Regions from separate parts of the Mus musculus genome. Here regions 1, 3, 4 and 5 are each linked to region 2. A link is a contact called in public Hi-C and HiChIP or PLAC-seq data. All regions are on one chromosome and are shown on one strand. Each heading gives the region's core, a stretch centred on a gene start, on an enhancer-like site or on the middle of the called end of the contact. The rest is flanking DNA. Distances are from core to core; before and after follow the strand shown.

Region 1 (3,716 bases), core at 1,201-3,700, 400 kb after region 2:
CCCATACAGATGGAGGTCCACGTTCCCCACACCTGCAACCTTGGTGCACACAGCACAGGAGTCCCTTCAGTGAGATCCGGTGACTCGTTGGCTCTACAGCATTATCCTTTCTGCTTTTCTGCTCCATCCTCCCAGCCGCCACCGGGCACTCAAGGCTATTTCACTCCTCCTGCCTTCACAGGTACTGCTCCATCTCCCTGGGACATTCCTTAAGTCTGTTTCTAGAAACCACACTTTATGCATAGACAATTAAATTGGTATTGAGTAATGTGGCCTCACATGTCCCTTTAGGTCATTAAAACTCTGAGGGCATTAAACAACCCCCCACCTCCACCCCAGAAGGGTGACAGTCTGCATGAATTGGGCCACCTCTGCTAGACAGGCTTTGTGTCCACTTCCCCCACTAGTTAAGACACCTGACATGAGCAGACCTGATTCATCAAACTTGACATCAGGCAGTCACGTTCTGTGACTTTCTTTGGCTTTACGGAACAAGAAGTTTCTCTGCCTGCCACTTGGAATCCCTGTAGAAGCTGGCTGGGAGACTCCCATCACTCAGTGAATTAACAGCCCTTGTTCCTTCCCCAGGGTTAGCACAAGTACTCAAATTCCAACAGGGGGCACTTCTTCCCTGACCCAATGCAGGGTTAGTCAGTCCCTTCTGTAGGGACTACAGAGTGGGCATGGTTGCTTCTGCCTCACACTCAGGAGGCTGAAAAAGGATGGTTGCTGAGAGTTCAAGGCCACTATAGGCTACCTAGTAACTTCTAGGCCAGTCTGAACTTCAGAGTGAAACCTTGTCTCCATATTTAAAAATATACGTACATACATGTGTACACACCCTGTCTGTGGATGTGGAAAAGGTCCTATAGTTCAGAGAACCCAGAGACAAGTCTTCTCACAATTAGAAAACACATCAGTTTTATAGTACAATATGCATGTTTATTTTTCTTTCTTCCTTTTTTTTAAACATAGGTGTTGTCTCACTTTCTTCTAAAAAAAATGTATGTATGCGTTTTGCCTGATGTGCATAATATATATATAATGCCCATGGAGAGCAGAAGATGTCAGATCACCAAGAACTGGAGTTACAGATAGTTATGACCCATGTGGATGCTAAGAACTAAACCCAAGACCTCTGGAAGAGCAGCAGATACTCTTAACTATCTCTCCAACTCCATGAATGTACCTATTTCTGAGACAGGGTTTTACCCAGGCTGACTCTGACCAGACTGGACTTGAACTCATTCATGTACCTGCTGCCTCAGTCTCCTAAGTGGTGAGATATAAACACATATCATGTCTGGGTACAATGCAGTATGTTTTCAGAGGGTCAGTAACTGGATTTAAAAAAAAAAAGAAGAATGAATGCTCTGAGGAAAGCTGAGGAGGGAGACACTTGGTGATAAAACCATAAGGAGCAAGAGAGTCGGGGAGTCAGAATGGGCAGAGGAAAGTGAGGGTGGGAGGCACCTTCCGACACGTTGGCTTGCTTGCTGATATACTCCTCAATCTTCATCATGATCTCAGCAAACTGATGAGGAAGGAGAGCACAGTCAGAAACTAGGCCTCTCAGAAAGAACTGCTCTCCGGCCACTCCTCCCTAGGAACGCTGACTTAAAGGGTGCCACCTCACCATCTTGCTGTCCCATAGCTTGGCAATGCTCTTGACTGAATCTCCAGAAAGATCCAGCTGGGTCTCCTCCTGTACATCCTCAATTGCTGGCTCCTCCTCCTCTTCTCCATAGCTTCCTCCTTCCTCTTCTTCTGCTGCCTCCTCGAGGTCAGCCAAGAGCTCATCAGCCAGAGACATCCCAAGGCCTATGGGAAAGGGAGAATGGGGTTCCCTAATACTGCATCTTGACCCTGTCCACTCATATCACCAGAAGGAGCACCTTCTCCCGGATCCCCTTAAGTTTCTTCTTCATCAGCTCCTGTAGCCGCACGCAGGCTCCACAGCTTGCTTAGTTCACGGAGGTTGTCTCCTGTTCCTACCCACACAGAACACAGCACATCCCTCCAGGTACCACCTGACCTGGCAACTTTTCCCCACACCTCTGGGTCTTTGAGCAACTATTCATCTTTGCCTAACCCGGCTCTTTGCTCCCTCACCCTGCCTTCAGTTCTTTCATTCCACCCGTCTGGCCCACGTGCCATATTTCAGCCTAAAGTTATGCTGTGATCCACTCACGTCTTGAATATTAGTTCTAAGGCGCTCCATACGTTTAATATTATTATTTATACTATGATTTAAGTCGCCCGCTACACTTTCTCCTCCAGTAGCTTGGCTTCCGGCCATCCCTTCTTCTCCATCACACTCACCGCTTCGATCCTCTCACAATCGTTTCCAAGAAATCTGCTTCCCCAGAGCTTCGGCTCTCTTTGATGACGTTTACTTGCCGCCGATAAATCTGTGTTTTGATTGGCCGTTTACGACATTTCCGGCAGCGTTTGGACAACAACTTTATTAGCAGCCGCCTCGCGGGACGGCGACCGGGAGTGCTGGGTTCTAGGGCTAGGGGAAGTCGTACGTCGCCGTGGATTGAGCCTGCTAAACAGAGATTCGCTTTGGCTAGTCGACACTGCGACAAGACAGGAGTAAAGAAGGTGACAACGTGGACGATCGGTGCAGGCGCTAGAGGATAAACCGAAGGCTTCAAGCCGCAATTTGGAGTCGGGTGCAAACGAAGGCAGAGTAGGAAACTTTAATTCCCAGTTTTCCTGTGTCGCAAGGCCTGATGGGAGAGGTAGTTTTGCGCAAGACTCCACCTCTCTGAGGCTTGAGGTGTCTCTTGACCAGAGAAATGGAGTTGGAACAGAGAGAGGGGTGAGTAGCTGAGCTTTGTGTAAACGGGGACTCCAAAAACAGCAACGATCGGCTGTAGTGCTCTCAGGGACGATGGGGAAGTTCGTGCAGTTGCTTTCTTTTCGAATCTCTGTGGGAGAACCGGAGGCAGTACTGGAGCATCGTAGGGGAGATTTGGAATTTGCTGTTCTTATGGATCTGAGAGCAAGGAGATTGGAGTGTGGGCTCCAAAGTCTGAGGGAGGAGGCTAGGGTCTGATTCCTCATTGTTAGGGACGAGGACTGGGGCCTGGATCCCTGGCAGTGACCAAGAAGGGCTAGGGTCTGGGCTTCTTGGTAGGAGGGAGGAGGGCTAGAGTCTGGGCTGCTGGGTGTGATGGAGGAGAGGGCTAGGATCTGGGCTCCAGGCTGGGGCCTGGACCTAAGTCCCCCTGGGAGGGACTTGGAGAGCCAGAATATAGGCTCCTAAAACTTCTTGGCCCTACAGGACCATGGCAGCCGTGGGCTTTGAAGAGTTCTCAGCGCCACCAGGCTCAGAGCTGGCTCTGCCTCCCCTGTTTGGTGGCCACATCCTAGAAAGTGAGCTAGAGACAGAAGTGGAATTTGTGTCCGGTGGTCTGGGTGATTCAGGACTCCGGGAGCGAGATGAAGAGGAAGAGGCAGCCCGGGGTCGAAGGCGTCGCCAGCGGGAACTAAATCGTAGAAAGTACCAGGCACTAGGTCGGCGCTGCCGGGAGATCGAGCAGGTAGGTAAGTGTGGATTCCCATTTGGGGGTCCTCTCGCCAGAACTGCCGCCTCGCTGCCGATGCCAACACCACCCCCTCCTCATACCGCCTCCTCCTCCTCCTCATGTCCTTCTTTTTCCCTTTCCTTTTGTACTTGAACAAGTGAACAGATCCATGTGGGTCTA
Region 2 (4,016 bases), core at 1,481-3,980:
ACTGGGCGAAATGGGAGTGCTGTGTCTGATGATGGTGAGTGGTCTTGGTTTCTGTTAGTAAGATTCTTACATTTACTTTTCACCATCTGGTAATCTCTAGAGTTAGTTGTTATAGTTGTCTCTGTTTAGAGATTGTTCCTCTGGTGATTCTGTTACCCTCTATCAGCAGATCTGGGAGATTAGCTCTCTCCTCTGAGTTTCAGTGGTCAGAGCACTCTCTGCAGGCAAGCTCTCCTCTTACAAGGAAGGTGCACAGATATCTGGCATTCGGATCTCCCTCCTGGCTGAAGATGAAGGCCCAAAACAGGACCTTTCCCAGAAGCTGTGTTGCTTTGGCCTGTCACAGAAACTGTTAGCTTCTGTAGTCCACACTCTCACCTGTGCAGACTACTTTCAGCGGAGTCCCGGAACCAAGATGGCTCCCTCTGATCCTGAGGTAAAGGCCTCCCGGGCCGGGCGGACACCTCTCCTCTGGCCAGGAAGGTGGCCGGATGTCTGGAACCTGAAAAGGGTGCTGCCTCAGAAGCTCTGTGGCTCCCGCCTGGCCCAGAAGCTGTCAGCTTCTGTAGTCTACTCCTACTATTCTTAGATTTGGACTTTTCATTGTGTCCTGAATTTCTTGGATGCTTTTTGTTAGGAGTTTTTTATGTTTTTAATTTTCTTTGATAGTTGTGTCATTCTGACCTCTTTCCTAGGTTTTCCAGTTCCATGTTTGCCTCCATTTGTGTTTTCTTTAGAATCCACTTAGGAAGTCCTTGACAGTCCCATAGGTAGAACATGAACTGCACACTCACACTTGATCTTACTTGTCCATCTTCCTGTTTGTATTATGTCACCAGGCCCTTGATCCATCCCCCTCCAGTTATTTTCTAAGTCTATTAGTTAGTTTCATTAATTTGTTTTGTCTTGAAACAGATTCTCAGTATGTGTGCCTGAATTGTCTGGAACTTACTATGCAGACCAGGCTGGCACTGCTTCTGCATCCTGATTGTTTAGATTAAATGTATGCACCACTACTCCCAGCCTTAACCAATCTATTTGCATAAATTTATGCTTACATCTCTCTAAAGTCTTCCCTTTCTTACTCTTTGTTGCCTTCCCCCATGTCTCCTCTGCCTATGGCTCTCACCCTTCTTGGCACCACAAGGATTGCTCCTTGCCATATAGAAGCACAAATATCATCTTTCTGTTTACTACAATTTGAAAGTTTTATCCAGAAGCATTTATTTTTGTTTTTCCTAGAGGCTTTACTTTTTTCCCCCAATTTCCTGTAACTCCTCAAACAGTCTTTTCTGTCCTTGTAAACTGGGCACCATCCACCACCCCTTTTCTTATTTTACTTTGTAAAATTCTTCTCTCATCCTGACTGTAGTTTCCCCTTTCTTCCTTCCCTGTGTCTTCCCTTTCCCAGACACACCAACTGCCTCCCCTAAGAAAAGATCAGGCCTCCCAGGGACATCATACAAACATAGCATAATGAGCTGCAATAAGACCAGAGACATTCCATCACATCAATGCTGGACAAGGCAACCCAGTAGGAAGAAAGGGATCCCACTAGCAGGCAAAGAATCAGGAACAAAAGCCTCAGTTACCACTGTTAGGAGTCCCACAAGAACATCAAGTTACTCATAGTCAATATCTATAGCTATATGTATCTATATATTTGCATATAGATATATTATGTTGTATATATCTATCTTTATCTCTCTCTATATCTCTATCTATCTATCTATCTATCTATCTATCTATCTATCTATCTATCATCAATTAGCTAGATCAGACCCTACAGGCTCCATGATCTCTGCTAGACTCCATGAGTCTCAGTCCGTTGTTTCTGTGTGCCATGTTCCTGTGGTGTCTTTGAGTTTTCTGCTTCCTCCAATATTTCCTCTCCCTCCTCTAAAGGACTCCCCAAGCTCTTTCTACTGTTTGGCTGTGGGATTCTGCATCTGCTCCCATCAGTTGCTGGATGAAGTCTCTCTGGTCTCTTTGATAATGATTCTGCTAGGCTCCAGTACCAACACACTTTCAGACAAACTGTAGGTGGAGGGTTTTATGGTTGGATTGGTATTTCAGTCCTTCCACCAGAGGCCCTACCTGGTTATAACACATGGCTGGTTCAGGCTCTGTGTGCCCCATTAATAGGAATCGTTGTTAGGTTTGCTCAAGTAGATCCCATGGAGTTTCGATTGCAGTTTCCCCTTTCTTCCTTCCCTGTGTCTTCCCTTTCCCAGACACACCAACTGCCTCCCCTAAGAAAATATCAGGCCTCCCAGGGACATCATACAAACATAGCATAAAAACCATGCCTCCGAAATGCCCTTTCCCCGATTCCATTTCAGTTTCCCAGTATTTTTCCCCTACTCCCCCACCTGGTCCCTCCTGGTCCCAATTGCTCCTGTCCACCTGTGAAATCTATTTCCCTTCCTCAGGGATATCTTTTCATCCTCCCATGAAGCCCCCTTGTCATTTAAACTCTCTGGGTCTGTGGGCTATAGATGATTGTCTTTTAGTTTACAGATAAATCCACTTATAAGTGAATATATAATATGTTTGTTTTTCTGGGTCTGGGTTACCTCACTCAGGATGATGTTTTTTCTACTTCTATCTATGTAGCATACAAACTTCAAGAAGCCATTATTTTTAACCACTGACTAATACTCCATTGTGTATAATACCATATTTTCTTTTTCCGTTCACCAGTTGAGCAACATCTAGGTTGGTTCCAGTTTCTGGCTAGTATGAATAAAGCTGCTTGCTATAAACATAGTGGCTGTATAAATTTCCATTCCCACCAACAATGGAGAAGTGTTTCCCTTGCTCTACATCTTTGCCCTATTCCTTGGGTTGTTGATCCTAGCCATTGTGACATGTATAACCTAGAATCTCAAATTTGTTTTGATTTGCATTTCCCTGGTGGCTAGGGATGTAGAACATTTTTGTCAGTGCCTCTCAGCAATTTGATATTTCTCTGTTGAGAATTCTCTTATTAAATCTGTACCCTATTTTCTAATTGGATTATTTAACTTATTGATGTCTGTTTTCTTGAATTCTTTAATTATTTTGGATATTAGCTCTCTGTCAGATGTGGAGGTGGTGACAACCCTTTCCCATTCTGTGGGCTCCAGTTTTGTCCCATTGATAGTGTCCTTTGCCTTACAGAAGCTTTCAGTTTCATGAGGTCCCATTTATTAGTTGTTATCTCAGTGCCTGTGCTATTGGTGTTCTAGTCAGGAATTTGTTTCCTGTGCCAGTGCCTTCAAGGCTATCCCCCATTTTCTGTTCTATCTGGTTTAATGAATGTGGTTTTATCTTTAGGTATTTAATTCATTTGGAGTTTGTTTTTGTGCAGGGTAATAGATATGGATTTATCTGCCTTCTTCTACATGCCAATATCTGGTTAGATCAGCACCAATTGTTGAAAATGCTTTCTTTTTTCATTGTATATTTCTGGCTCCTTTATAAAAAATCATATGTGCATAGGTAAATGGATTTTCTTCTATTTCTTTGACTTGATTCCACTGATAAAAATAATATGTCTGTTTTTATGCCAACACCATGCAGTTTTGTATTACAGCTTGAGATCAAAGATGGTGATACCTCTAGAAGATTTTTTTGTTGCATAGAATTTCTTTAGTTATTTTTTCCTTTCTGTTTCTCCAATAATGAGTTCAGCATTTTTCCTTCAAAGTCTGTAAAGAATTGTTTTGGAATTTTGATAGAATTTATGTTGAATTTGTAGATTGCTTTTGGTAAGAAGGCCATTTTTATTATGTCAATCCTACCAATCCCTGAGTATGGGAGATCTTTCCATCTTCTGATATCTTCTTCAATTTCTTTCTTCAAAGACTTGACATTCTTGTCATACTAGTCTGTCACTTGCTTGGTTAGAGATACTGCAAGATACATTATTTGTAACTATTTTGAAAGGTATTTTTTCCATAGTTTCTTTCTTAGCCCATTTGTTATTTGTGTACAGAAGGGTTACTGGTGCCCCCCCCCCCTTGGAGTGGTTC
Region 3 (3,882 bases), core at 218-2,717, 490 kb before region 2:
TTAGTCTTCGGCTGCTCAAGGTGCCACAGCTGCCCACCTTTGTTGGAGGGAAGTGGAATTTGCTTGAAATTTGGGTGGCTGCAGGAAGAATGGAAATGAGCAGTTCAGAGGAATTGAGGGGCTGGAGCAGGCTGGCGTGTGTGTGTGTGTGTGTGTGTGTGTGTGTGTGTGTGTGTCCTAATTCCACAATTCCACCTCTGTAACTCCCACTACTGTGGCCTAGGGTTAGGGGAGACTTTGCTCTCTGTGCCTCATTTTTTCCGCCCCCATAATCACTACCACCTAATGGGATGGAAGGGGAGCCCTCACTGCGTCTCTGTCACTCTCCATGTTTTCCTGGCTGTGCAGTTCCGCGAGCGGGATGCCCTGGAGGCCGTGTTCCGTTTCTGGTCTGGTGGGGAGAAGGGACCTGAAGTCTTTCCCATGAGTCGCCTTTGGGACTCGAGGTTGCGCCACTACCTGGGTTCCCGCTACGATGCCCGGCGTGGTGTTGCCGACTGGGACCTACGCATGAAGCTGCATGATCGAGGGGTGAGGAAGCTTTGAAGCAGGTGGCCAGCATCTGAGTCCAGAGAGAAGGAAGAGGGCGGAGACTCCGCCCCCATATATGAGGAAGGGGGTCTAAACTCCTACCTAGGTCTGAGGAAGGAGGTCTGGACCCTGGAGTTTGAAGTTGGAGGAATTCCTATAGGTATAAGGTTGGGGTTCCTATACCAGATTAATCAGGGCCTTTTTCCCTATCCTCTACTCCAGGCCCAAGTTATCCATATCCAGGAATTCCGACGCTGGCGGGATACAGGTGTTGCCTTTGAACTCAGAGACTTGAGTGCTTACCATGTGCCCAACAGGACTCTGGCATCAGGTCGCCTCCTGAGCCACGTGCGTGTCTACCGCAGGCCTGGACTGCGTATTTTAGGTATCTACCAGTACAGGTCCCCAATTTGGACCTCACTTGCGATCTCATACCTTTGGTTTTTTTCCAGCGTGGGGAACGCGTGGCTGCGCGCGGATACTGGGGGGACATCGCCACGGGGCCCTTTATGGCTTTTGGCATCGAGGCGGACGACCAAAGCCTCTTACGGACGAGAAACGGACAACCAGTCAAGGTGTGGGCCTGGTGGGGCTAGGGTTAGGGCCAGCAGACAAGTTCCTGTTCTCGGCCTTCCAAGCCTGCCTTTTCCGCCTAGTAGCGCCAACGCTTTTTTGAGCTCCACCTCTTATTTTGGTCCAGTGTCTCCATCCAAGTAACAGGCTCTGTCCCCAACTTCTTGGTCCCTATCTTGGAGAGCTATGATCCAGTTCTCTTACTAAGTCCTAAATCCAGCCCCGGAAAAGTAACAAGGAATTCTAGTTTGGGGCTGGCTGTATACATTAAGCCCCGCCCCTACCCACCCCTATTGTTCAAAGCCTAACCTCTGCACCTCCCCCTTTCTCCCCGCAGACTGCGAGCGAGATCACGCAGCACAACGTCACAGAGCTGTTCCGAGAAGTAGCCGCCTGGAGGGGCCCGAGAGCCATCCAGGGGAATGTGGAGGAGACAGAGTCGCCCGAGCCAGATGGTAGGTAGCCAGCAGCTGCAAACTGCAGATAGTCACTGTTTTTTCCCCAAGCTTTGACGGAGCTGGTTTGGAATACCTGGACAGTTGCTCTCTCGTTGATATTCGTTCTCTTTTTCTCTCTTGTCCTCCCTTTCCCAAACCCTGAACCCCACCAGTAGGATTCTCAGCCCTCTCTGGAGTTCTAACTGGGAACCTTTACATTCCTCCCTACACCCTTTCCCTACATGGATTCTGGCTGTCCTTCTTTCTATTCCAGTCCTTAACTCACCTCTCCCTAGGTGCCTTCATTCAAGGGACCATTCACTTTCTTTCCTGTCTGTAAAATGGGTCTCTGCCTCGTGGGCCCACCTCCCCAGATTTGCAGCAATTCAGTTCAGCCAAAGGATTAAAAAAAAGGAAGGCTTCTAGAAAGACATGGAAGGTCGATAATATAGCTCAGCAAGGAGACGTGCTTGCCGTCAGGGCCTTGTAGCTCAAGTTCTATCCCTGGGATCCAAGTAATGGTGGACAGAGAGAGATGACTCAGTAAAGGTTGCCACCTGACCTACACACACTTACCGAGGCACACACCATCACCAAAATAAATAAATAAATAAATAAATAAAATAACTTTAAAGAAAAGGCTAAGAAAGTTGGGCGTGGACAGTGAATGCCTGTCACTCAGAAGGCTGAGGCAGGAGAAAATGCCTGGTTTGGGTCACAATTCCAGATATCTTCAGCTACAAGAGCCTGACTCAAAACAAAAGTAGAAAATAGGGAGTGTTGCCCCTTCTTAGAATTGGGAACAAAACACCCCATGGAAGGAGTTACAGAGACAAAGTTTGGAGCTGAGATGAAAGGATGAACCATCCAGACACTGCCCCACCCGGGGGTCCATCCCATAATCAGCCACCAAACGCAGACACTATTACATACGCCAGCAAGATTTTGCTGAAGGGACCCTGATATAGCTGTCTCTTGTGAGGCTAAGCCAGTGCCTGGCAAATACAGAAGTGGATGCTCACAGTCAGCTATTGGATGGATCACAGGGCCCCCAATGAAGGAGCTAGAGAAAGGACTCAAGGAGCTGAAAGGGTCTGCAACTCTATAGGTGGAACAACAATATGAACTAACCAGTACCCCCCAGAGCTCATGTCTCTAGCTGCATTTTTAGCAGAAGATGGCCTAGTTGGCCATCATTGGGAAGAGAGGCCCATTGGTCTTGCAAACTTTATATGCCCCAGTACAGGGGAATGCCAGGGCCAAGAAGTGGGAATGGGTGGGTAGGGGAATTGTGGGGGCGAGGGTATAGGGGACTTTCGGGATAGTATTTGAAATGTAAATGAAGTAAATACCTAATAAAAAATTGGAGGGAAAAAAAGAAGATAAGTATCCCAAGCTTTTGTCCCCGCTGGCAAGAACACACTCGGGACAACCGGAATCTTCTGCGGCAAAGCTTTATTGCTTACTTCTCAGGAAGACCCTGACCCCAGAAAATGGAGTCGCTTATATAGCCCTCAGCCATGGTGTTTCAGCACCTGATATGGCATGTCAGCTCCTGATTTGTTGCTCGCTCATCACCCCACTACTACGCCCTGAGATGGGCAGTGACTAGGAGTGAGTTCACTCTCGCACCTGCGTACAGGGCTTGTTTACTAGTTAGGCACAGCGGAGGCCAGCGCCATCTTATAATGGCGATTGCTCTCGGCACTGCTCTCCACAGATAAGGAGTGTAAATTCCAATATTCTTTGCAACTTGTGTGCACATCTCTTTGACTCTCAAGATTTATATTCATAGCCGGGCTGTGGTGGAGCACACCTTTAATCCCAGCACCTGGGAGGCAAAGGCAGAGGCAGGTGGATTTCTGAGTTCGAGGCCAGCCTGGTCTACAGAGTGAGTTCCAGGACAGCCAAGGCTACACAGAGAAACCCTCTCTCTCTCTCTCTCTCTCTCTCTCTCTCTCTCTGTGTGAGCATGTGAGCGCCTGCGCAAGCACACATGTAGGTGCCTTCGGAAGCCACAAGAGGGCACCATGTCCCCAGAAACTAGAGTTAAAGGTGGTTATAAGCTTGGGTTCTGGGTGCAAACTCAGGGTCTCTGAAAGAGTATCAAACCCGCTTAGCAACTGAGCCAGTTCTTCAGCCCCAGATCTGACCTCTTTCTTCCCTTCTCTTTCAGTGCCTGCTCAAGAACCCTTCACTATCCACTTTCTGCCTCTCGATTCTTCGCAGACTCTCCACCACAAGACTTGCTACCAGGGCCGGTTCCAGCTCCTCTACGTGTCCTGTGGGTAAGAGACCTAGGATTGGGCCCCAGTTTATTCGTTGTCAGAAGCCGGAACTT
Region 4 (3,738 bases), core at 1,177-3,676, 390 kb before region 2:
GAGTCAGGCTGTGTACTGAGTAACCCTGGCTTCACTCAAAACTAAGTGACTCAGGAAAATGTACCTTCCAGTCTTTTTTTAAAAAAGATTTATTTATTTATTTATTTAATGTATATATATGAGTACACTATAGCTGTACTGATGGTTGTGAGCCATCATGTGGTTGCTGGGAATTTGAACTCAGGACCTCTGCTCGCTCCGGCCTAAAGATTTATTTATTATTATATCTAAGTACACTGTAGCTATCTTCAGACGCACTAGAAAAGGGCGTCAGATCTCATTACGGATGGTTGTGAGCCACCGTGTGGTGACTGGGATTTGAACTCAGGACCTTCGGAAGAGCATCAGTGCTCTTAACCACTGAGCCATCTCTTCAGCCCACACCTCCTAGTTTTAATAGCCTCTTACTGTATAGACCAGATTTTGATCCTCCTGCCTCTACTTCCTGAGTGCTAGGATCACGGACATGCCTCGCCATGCTTGTTGCATTGAGTATTAGTGTCAGGTCCATGATGGGTCTACCCTCACAGTCACTGGGAAAATCAGCCGAGTATGCCCATAAATTGCTCTGCACAGTGTCTGGCCAAGACTCTAGTCTGACCCACAGCCAAACATTAGGTGGAGAGAGCTTCAGTTGAAAAGCGTCATGGGATCACTTCTCTTGAAGCTTGGGAATCCCAGAGAAGAGGGGGAGAAAGAGTTGTAGGAGCCAGCAGGATTGAGAGTACCAGGAGAACACGGCCCACAGAATCAACTAAGTAGGGCTCATTCACAGAGACTGAAGCAGCTATCACCAAGCCTGCACAGGTCTGTGCTAGGTCCTCTGTGTATGCTATGGTTGTGCAGCTCATGTGGAATTGTGCCTAGTCTTAGTGTGTCTTGTTATGCTGTGTTCGGTTGATATTCCTGGGAGGCCCGCTCTTTCCTGAAGGGAAATAGAGGAGGAGTGGATCTGAGGGAGAGGGAAAGCAGGAAGGCAAACTGGGAGAGTGAAGGGAGGAGAGGCTGCGGTTGGGATCAACGGTGTGAGAGAAGAAGTACAAGAATGTAGTCTGAGTCAACAGAGCACTGTGGCAGGCATTCATAATGCCCGAGTCACTTAGTGGGCATGTATTAAGAATTTTAGCGTGAGAAGACCACAGAATCGAGGGCTGGAGATGTCGCTCAGTTGGCGAACTGCTTGGCTATCTTTCTGGAGCCCTGGGGTTGATCTCCAGCACCACATAAAATCAAACACTGGGATTTGCCTCCCAGCACTCTGCACATAGAGGCAGAGGGAAGGAATTTAAGTTCATCTTTGGCTGTATAGGGAGTTGAGGTCAGGGCCAACCTGGACTACACATGCCCTGCCTGAGACACATGCCCTGCCTGAGACACATGCCCTGCCTGAGACACATGCCCTGCCTGAGACACATGCCCTGCCTGAGACACATGCCCCTGCCTGAGACACATGCCCTGCCTGAGACACATGCCCTGCCTGAGACACATGCCCTGCCTGAGACACATGCCCTGCCTGAGACACATGCCCTGCCTGAGACACATGCCCTGCCTGAGACACATGCCCTGCCTGAGACACATGCCCTGCCTGAGACACATGCTCTGCCTGAGACACATGCCCTGCCTGAGACACATGCTCTGCCTGAGACACATGCCCTGCCTGAGACACATGCCCTGCCTGAGACACATGCCCTGCCTGAGACACATGCCCTGCCTGAGACACATGCCCTGCCTGAGACACATGCCCTGCCTGAGACACATGCTCTGCCTGAGACACATGCCCTGCCTGAGAGGAAAAGATTATTTCTAGGAACAATACATAGAATAGAGGAAAATGTGCTTTCATTTTTCTGGGAACACTCAGGGAGGCTTCCTATAGGAGGCCGCTTTTGGATTCATCTCTCCTTTTGGAGGAATTTGTGGGGTGTTGCCTGGGACGGGCCATTTAGGTAGAGAGAACTGCAGACACAAAGGCCTGGAGGTAGGTTCCCTGGGACTTCAGGGCAGCTTCCAGCCTCCAAGGCTGGGTTTTGGGTTCCCTGAGGGTGGAGCAGGGGATTTTTATTTTTGACTGTTCTGTGGTTGATTGTAGGGCCCTTCTTCTGGCTGCTGTTCAAGAGTCCCCAGCTGGCGGCCCAGCCCAGCACATATCTGGCCGTGGCAGAAGAACTGGAGAATGTTTCGGGGAAGTACTTTGATGGACTCAGAGAGAAGGCTCCATCTCCTGAGGCTGAAGATGAGGAAGTAGCCCGCAGACTTTGGACGGAAAGTGCCCGTTTGGTGGGCTTGGCCATGGCTCATGGATCCCCTGGGAGAGGACATGCCATTCCCAGATAACCTTCAGAGACCCAGATGGAGCTGTGTTACCAAGACTGCTGCTGGCCATGCTCTCATCATCCTCTAGGGGCAGTATTGGTACTATTAGAATCTCAAGACTGTGGATGTTGGCTGCCATGTCCTCATCATCCTTTAGGGACAGTGTTGCACTGTTAGAACTCAAGTCTGTGGATGCTGGCTGCTATGCCCTCATCATCCTCTAGGTGGCAATGTTAGTTCTAGCATTTATCGTTAGCTGGCTACATTGAGTTGGACCACAGGTAGGCACTGGCTCAGGGGATGGCAGGTCCATGTACTCTGTTGGTTACTGGGGAGATGGTCCATCAGGTGCCTCCTTTAGGAATCTAAAAGGGGAGGCTGATAGGGGAGACAGTCACTCTGGTTATGGGCAGTGTCCAAAGACAGTGGACACCAAAGCTGCTGTGGTGGACTGATTGGTCTACTGTTAAAGAGCAGGCATAGCTATAGATTTTTGTGGGCCCTTATATACTCCTGCCTCCTCTCTGACTTGGCTGTTGTTCTAGTTTGCTTTCTGTTGCTGTGATAAACACCATGACCAAAATCAACCTGGGGAGAAAAAGGGCTTATTTAACTCACAGGTTATAGTTTATCATGGAAGAGGCAAGCCAGGGCAGGAACTCAGGACAGTAACTTGAAGCAGATACCAATGGAGGTGTGCTCACAGGCATATGTCAGGTACCTTGCTTTTATTTTTATTATTATTATTATTATCTTTTTTTTTTTTTTTTTTTTTTTTACAGAGAGGGTCTCACTTTGTAACCCTGGCCTTCCTGGAACTTGCTATGTAGACTAGGCTGGCCTTGAACTCACAGAGATCTGCCATGCCTGGAATTAAAGGCATGTATTACTATGCCTGTCCCAGGTACCTGTGCAGGCCTACCTGTCCAAGGATGGCACCATCCACAGTGGGCGTCTACCTCCTACATCAGCTAGCAATCAAGAAAATGCTCCACAGACAATCCCTCAGGACAGTCTGGTCTAAGCAGCTCTTCACATGAGGGTCTCTCTCTGTCTTTTACGAATGTCAGGTTGACAACCAAATGAACCAGACAGCTCTTGATTGCAAACTGCAAAGGGTCACTGCTCCCTTAAGGATGGTGTGGGTCTGAAGCTCTCGCCAGACTCAGAAAGGGCAGCCGTGGACACCTTGTGTGCTGGACAGTGGCTGTGATCCAGTGGAAACCCTGGCAGACCCTGTCTTGGTTAGCCCCGAAGTGCTCAGGACAGAGTGGGATGAAAAGCTGCTAGCTGCTGCCACAGAAAACCAGCGTGACCTAGGATCAGGATCTCTCCAATTCCTGTGTAATTTTAACTGTAGACTCTTAAGCTTGTTGTTTGATTACAGTAACATGTTAGGGGTAGTGGCACATATCGGTAACTCCA
Region 5 (3,617 bases), core at 410-2,909, 430 kb before region 2:
TAGCTGACCTATGAGTCTCAGGGAATTCTCTTCTCTCTGTCTCCCATTTTACTGCAGGAACATTGCCATTCTAGAATCACATTATCACACCCAACTTTATACGGGACCTGGGGATTTAAGCTGAGGTCCTCATGTTTGCGCAGCTAGCTTATACTTTACCTCCTGAACCATCTCCCCTTAAATTCCATTATTTGTTCACGGTTTACTTTGTGCCTTCCCTCCTTAGAATGTGAACTTTGGCATGGCCAGGACTGGGCGCTTAGATCACTGCTGACTGGTTTGCCATGGGGGTTTTGAAAGGAGACCCTGGCCACTGCAGACATCCTGTGAGAAGAAGGGGTATGAGTCACCCTGAATGGTGTGATTAGGAGCACAGGATGATGGCAGGGAGGAGGGGACCTGGGGTCTCAGGGAAGACCACATACCCAGCAATAAGGGCCTCACACTTATGCTACAAACAGGGATAGGCCATCCATACTGTTTTTTGGTTTTTTGGCTCCTGCTAATGTTCTTACCATGTCACAATGTTTCTTTCTGAGCTATTGTGTATGTACAAGAGTTTGAAGGAAGGTATAGATGATCATGAACCACATGGCTGGAGAAACAACCCAGGCTCAGAGTGTGAAGCCAACACAGGAGGACTCAGGAACCCAACCCGAGACACAATCACAAAGGGTCTGGCTGAGCCGAGGCCCCTTCGTTATGTATAGGGAGAAAAGTTGTCTGAGAAAGTTATTGGTTGTGACCTCAGGAGCCTGATTTCAGGGTCTGAGGGAGGAGGGCTGGAGTTCAGAGCCTCTTATGAGTCTGAGAGAGGCAGGCTTCTGGATATGAAAAAGGGGGCTGGGGGCAAACTCCTGGGTCTGAGAGAGGAGGGTTGTGGGCTGGACTCCTGGGTCTGAGAGAGGAGGGTTGTGGGCTGGACTCCTGGGTCTGAGAGAGGAGGAATGGATTGTGGACTCTGAGGGAGGAGGGCTGAGGTCTGGACTCTCAGGTCTGAGGGAGGAGGGCTGGGGCTGGACTTCTGAGTCTGAGGGAGGAGGTCTGAACCTTTCTTCTCTTTGAAGAGAGAACAAGGAGGAGTCCCACCCACTGTCCACCCTACTCTCCGGTCCTTCTGCTGCTACTTCTGGTTGTGTGCAGTACAGGTAACCCTGAAACCTGACTCTCCACCCTCATTCCAGAGCAGAGGTTTTTCCTCCTTTCTTGGCAGCAGAGGAAAACCCCTCCCTCCCTCCCTCTCTCTTAACTGTAGCTTTGGCTCCCAAAGTCAAGCGAGGCTCCCACCTGTGGCTATCCTGACTCAGCCTCACAGGGTGGACGAAACTCACCTGAGGACTCTCTCCCTGAAGAAGTCTTTCCAGCCCCATGCCTGCTCATTCAGCCATGCTGGGCCTCCAGCGAAGCTGATAATTCCCCACCCTGTGTCCGCCCTGGCTCGCTGTAGTTCAGGAGGTGGAATTTTCCTCTTTTGCATTGAGAGTCCTTCTGAAGTATCAAATGTAGGGCCTTGATGTACTGACCCTTGTCACCTTTCTTATCTCTACCCTCCCGACTCCGAACTCATACCCCTCCAACGAGGAAATCCTTCCAGGGGAGAAAAATCAAGCTCACAGTTAAGGGGGACTGTGGCTGGTTATCAGGGAGGGTGGGTGTGGGAAGCCGCCCCCACATTCGCCGTCACAAGATGGCGCTGACATCCTGTGTTCTAAGTTGGTAAACAAATAATCTGCGCATGAGCCAAGGGTATTTACGACTACTTGTACTCTGTTTTTCCCGTGAACGTCAGCTCGGCCATGGGCTGCAGCCAATCAGGGAGTGATGCGTCCGAGGCAATTGTTGTTCTCTTTAAAGAGGAAAGGGGTTTCGTTTTCTCTCTCTCTTGCTTCGCTCTCTCTTGCTTCTTACGCTCTGGCCCCATAAGATGTAAGCAATAAAGCTTTGCCGTAGAAGATTCTGGTTGTTGTGTTCTTCCTGGCCGGTCGTGAGAACGCGTCGAATAACAATTGGTGCCGAATTCCGGGACGAGAAAATCCGGGACGAGAAAAAACTCCGGACTGGCGCAGGAGGGATACTTCATTCCAGAACCAGAACTGCGAATCAAGGTTATAAGGTTCCCGTAACACAGACTGTTGAGAAGGATTCAACTGCCGAATTCAGAACTCATCAGCTGGGGAACGACGGTGATAAAGGTTCCCGTAAAGCAGACTGTTAAGAAGGATTCAACTGTATGAATTCAGAACTTTTCAGCTGGGGAACGAGGTAAGTCTGATCTTGAACTTTCTAAGGAAATTCAAGACAGTCTATCAGAAGTAAAGTGGAAAATGGCTTTACAAGTTAGGTTTGGCCTTGAATTTTTTCTGGTGTTAGGAGCCCTTTTGTTCCTTTTCACATGTTATATAGTGCTTAAGATAGGGCTGAAAATTCTAGAGGAAATTCAGGACAGTCTATCAGAAGTAAAGCGGGGAGAGAGAGTAGGAGCAAGGAGAAACGGTAAGTATACAGGCCTTTCCAAGGGTCTTGAACCCGAGGAAAAGTTAAGGTCAGGTAGGAATACCTGGGGAGAGATTAGAAGGAAGAAAAAGAAAAAAGAAAAGAAAAAAGATCAATTAGCGGAGGTCTCTAGGAGATACTCGTCACTAGATGAGCTCAGGAAGCCAGCTCTTAGTAACTCTGAAGCAAGTGAAGAATCCTCCTCTGAGGAAACAGACTGGGAGAAAAAAGCGGCTCATTATGAAAGAAAAGGATACCAGCCGCCAAGTAAAGTGCTAACTAGTCATTTAAGGAAAAAGCCAAAAGCGGCTGGCGAAGGCCAGTTTGCTAATTGGCCTCAGGGCAATCGGCTACCAGGTGCACTCCCGCCCTATGCGGAGTCCCCGCCCTGCGTAGTGCGTCAGCCCGTAGTGCGTCAGCAATGCGCAGAGAGGCAGTGCGCAGACTCATTCATTCCCCGAGAGGAACAAAGAAAAATACAACAGGCATTTCCAGTCTTTGAAGGAGCCGAGGGTGGGCGTGTCCACGCTCCGGTAGAATATGTGCAGATTAAATATGGAATCAATGCTAATTTTGCCTTGGTGCAGTTGGACAGGCTTGCCGGCGTGGCACTGACTCCTGCCGACTGGCAAATGATTGCAAAAGCCGCTCTCCCTAGTATGGCCAAATATGTGGAATGGCGAGCTCTGTGGCAGGAGGCGGCACAGGCGCAGGCCCGAGCAAACGCTGCTGCTTTAACTCCAGAGCAGAGAGATTGGACTTTTGACTTGTTAACGGGTCAGAGAGCTTATTCTGCTAAACCTGATAAGAGGTATCAATGGAAGGTCTTACCACAGGGAATGTCCAATAGTCCTACTATGTGTCAACTTTATGTACAAGAAGCTCTTTTGCCAGTGAGGGAACAATTCCCCTCTTTAATTTTGCTCCTTTACATGGATGACATCCTCCTGTGCCATAAAGACCTTACCATGCTACAAAAGGCATATCCTTTTCTACTTAAAACTTTAAGTCAGTGGGGTTTACAGATAGCCACAGAAAAGGTCCAAATTTCTGATACAGGACAATTCTTGGGCTCTGTGGTGTCCCCAGATAAGATTGTGCCCCAAAAGGTAGAGATAAGAAGA

The links. Hi-C and Micro-C count contacts between places; a contact is called where the count stands out from the background. HiChIP or PLAC-seq counts read pairs in DNA pulled down with a chosen protein or histone mark.
Region 1: a contact with region 2 is called in an H3K4me3 HiChIP or PLAC-seq map of bone marrow-derived macrophages, with 2.6 times the contacts expected there. The contact joins the promoter of Tfpt here to the enhancer-like site in region 2. A contact is called at or near these places in 6 of 39 promoter capture datasets (the 3T3-L1 cell line, the HPC-7 cell line, HPC-7-derived erythroid cells and 4 more), 1 of 115 datasets of contacts at active chromatin or transcription factors (bone marrow-derived macrophages) and 2 of 9 other capture datasets (embryonic stem cells and pancreatic islet).
Region 3: a contact with region 2 is called in an H3K4me3 HiChIP or PLAC-seq map of bone marrow-derived macrophages, with 4 times the contacts expected there. The contact joins two enhancer-like sites. A contact is called at or near these places in 18 of 39 promoter capture datasets (the 3T3-L1 cell line, 3T3-L1-derived adipocytes, the C10 cell line and 11 more), 2 of 15 datasets of contacts at CTCF or cohesin (large pre-B cells and pro-B cells), 3 of 484 Hi-C or Micro-C datasets (the G1E-ER4 cell line, the HPC-7 cell line and pre-B cells), 5 of 115 datasets of contacts at active chromatin or transcription factors (bone marrow-derived macrophages and embryonic stem cells) and 3 of 9 other capture datasets (embryonic stem cells, liver and macrophages).
Region 4: a Hi-C map of bone marrow-derived macrophages shows a contact between it and region 2, with 16 read pairs. The contact joins two enhancer-like sites. A contact is called at or near these places in 8 of 15 datasets of contacts at CTCF or cohesin (CD8 T cells, the NIH/3T3 cell line, embryonic stem cells and 4 more), 13 of 484 Hi-C or Micro-C datasets (the G1E-ER4 cell line, Sertoli cells, bone marrow-derived macrophages and 6 more), 4 of 115 datasets of contacts at active chromatin or transcription factors (Th17 cells, embryonic stem cells, large pre-B cells and 1 more) and 2 of 9 other capture datasets (embryonic stem cells and liver).
Region 5: a contact with region 2 is called in an H3K4me3 HiChIP or PLAC-seq map of bone marrow-derived macrophages, with 5 times the contacts expected there. The contact joins the promoter of Eps8l1 here to the enhancer-like site in region 2. A contact is called at or near these places in 17 of 39 promoter capture datasets (the 3T3-L1 cell line, 3T3-L1-derived adipocytes, the C10 cell line and 9 more), 4 of 15 datasets of contacts at CTCF or cohesin (embryonic stem cells, large pre-B cells and stem cell-derived epiblast-like cells), 5 of 484 Hi-C or Micro-C datasets (Sertoli cells, cerebral cortex and embryonic stem cells), 7 of 115 datasets of contacts at active chromatin or transcription factors (bone marrow-derived macrophages, embryonic stem cells and stem cell-derived neural progenitor cells) and 3 of 9 other capture datasets (adipose tissue, embryonic stem cells and liver).

Annotation. Positions count from the first base shown.
Region 1 is chr7:3,628,663-3,632,378 of GRCm38.p6, reverse strand. Tfpt (TCF3 (E2A) fusion partner) reads left to right here and starts at 2,450. Exons shown (of 6, transcript NM_001290381.1): 1 at 2,450-2,827; 2 at 3,293-3,551. The coding sequence starts at 2,805. It overlaps Prpf31 (pre-mRNA processing factor 31), which reads right to left and starts at 2,394. Exons shown (of 14, transcript NM_027328.4): 1 at 2,323-2,394; 2 at 1,637-1,821; 3 at 1,474-1,534. The coding sequence starts at 1,813. It overlaps Gm15927 (a long non-coding RNA gene), which reads left to right. Exons shown (of 6, transcript XR_003946711.1): 5 at 1-181; 6 at 976-1,308.
Region 2 is chr7:4,033,160-4,037,175 of GRCm38.p6, reverse strand. All of the region lies in intron 2 of Lair1 (leukocyte-associated Ig-like receptor 1), which reads left to right. Among named protein-coding and RNA genes, the nearest start is that of Lair1, 28 kb to the left of the region's middle. Within about 2 kb of position 2,730, at least 2 of the 459 cell types and tissues checked have an H3K27ac peak or open chromatin away from gene starts, as enhancers often do. A contact at or near this core is called in bone marrow-derived macrophages, where this site is marked.
Region 3 is chr7:4,524,091-4,527,972 of GRCm38.p6, reverse strand. It overlaps Dnaaf3 (dynein, axonemal assembly factor 3), which reads left to right. Exons shown (of 12, transcript NM_001033548.3): 5 at 1-20; 6 at 349-531; 7 at 754-879; 8 at 984-1,106; 9 at 1,442-1,559; 10 at 3,718-3,829. Among named protein-coding and RNA genes, the nearest start is that of Tnni3, 3.5 kb to the right of the region's middle. Within about 2 kb of position 1,467, at least 294 of the 459 cell types and tissues checked have an H3K27ac peak or open chromatin away from gene starts, as enhancers often do. A contact at or near this core is called in bone marrow-derived macrophages, where this site is marked.
Region 4 is chr7:4,426,154-4,429,891 of GRCm38.p6, reverse strand. It overlaps Rdh13 (retinol dehydrogenase 13 (all-trans and 9-cis)), which reads left to right. Exons shown (of 7, transcript NM_175372.4): 7 at 2,090-3,738. The coding sequence ends at 2,334. Among named protein-coding and RNA genes, the nearest start is that of Rdh13, 18 kb to the left of the region's middle. Within about 2 kb of position 2,426, at least 196 of the 459 cell types and tissues checked have an H3K27ac peak or open chromatin away from gene starts, as enhancers often do. A contact at or near this core is called in bone marrow-derived macrophages, where this site is marked.
Region 5 is chr7:4,458,739-4,462,355 of GRCm38.p6, reverse strand. Eps8l1 (EPS8-like 1) reads right to left here and starts at 1,659. Exons shown (of 20, transcript NM_001374622.1): 1 at 1,332-1,659. The coding sequence starts at 1,477. It also overlaps a transcript of Rdh13 not described here.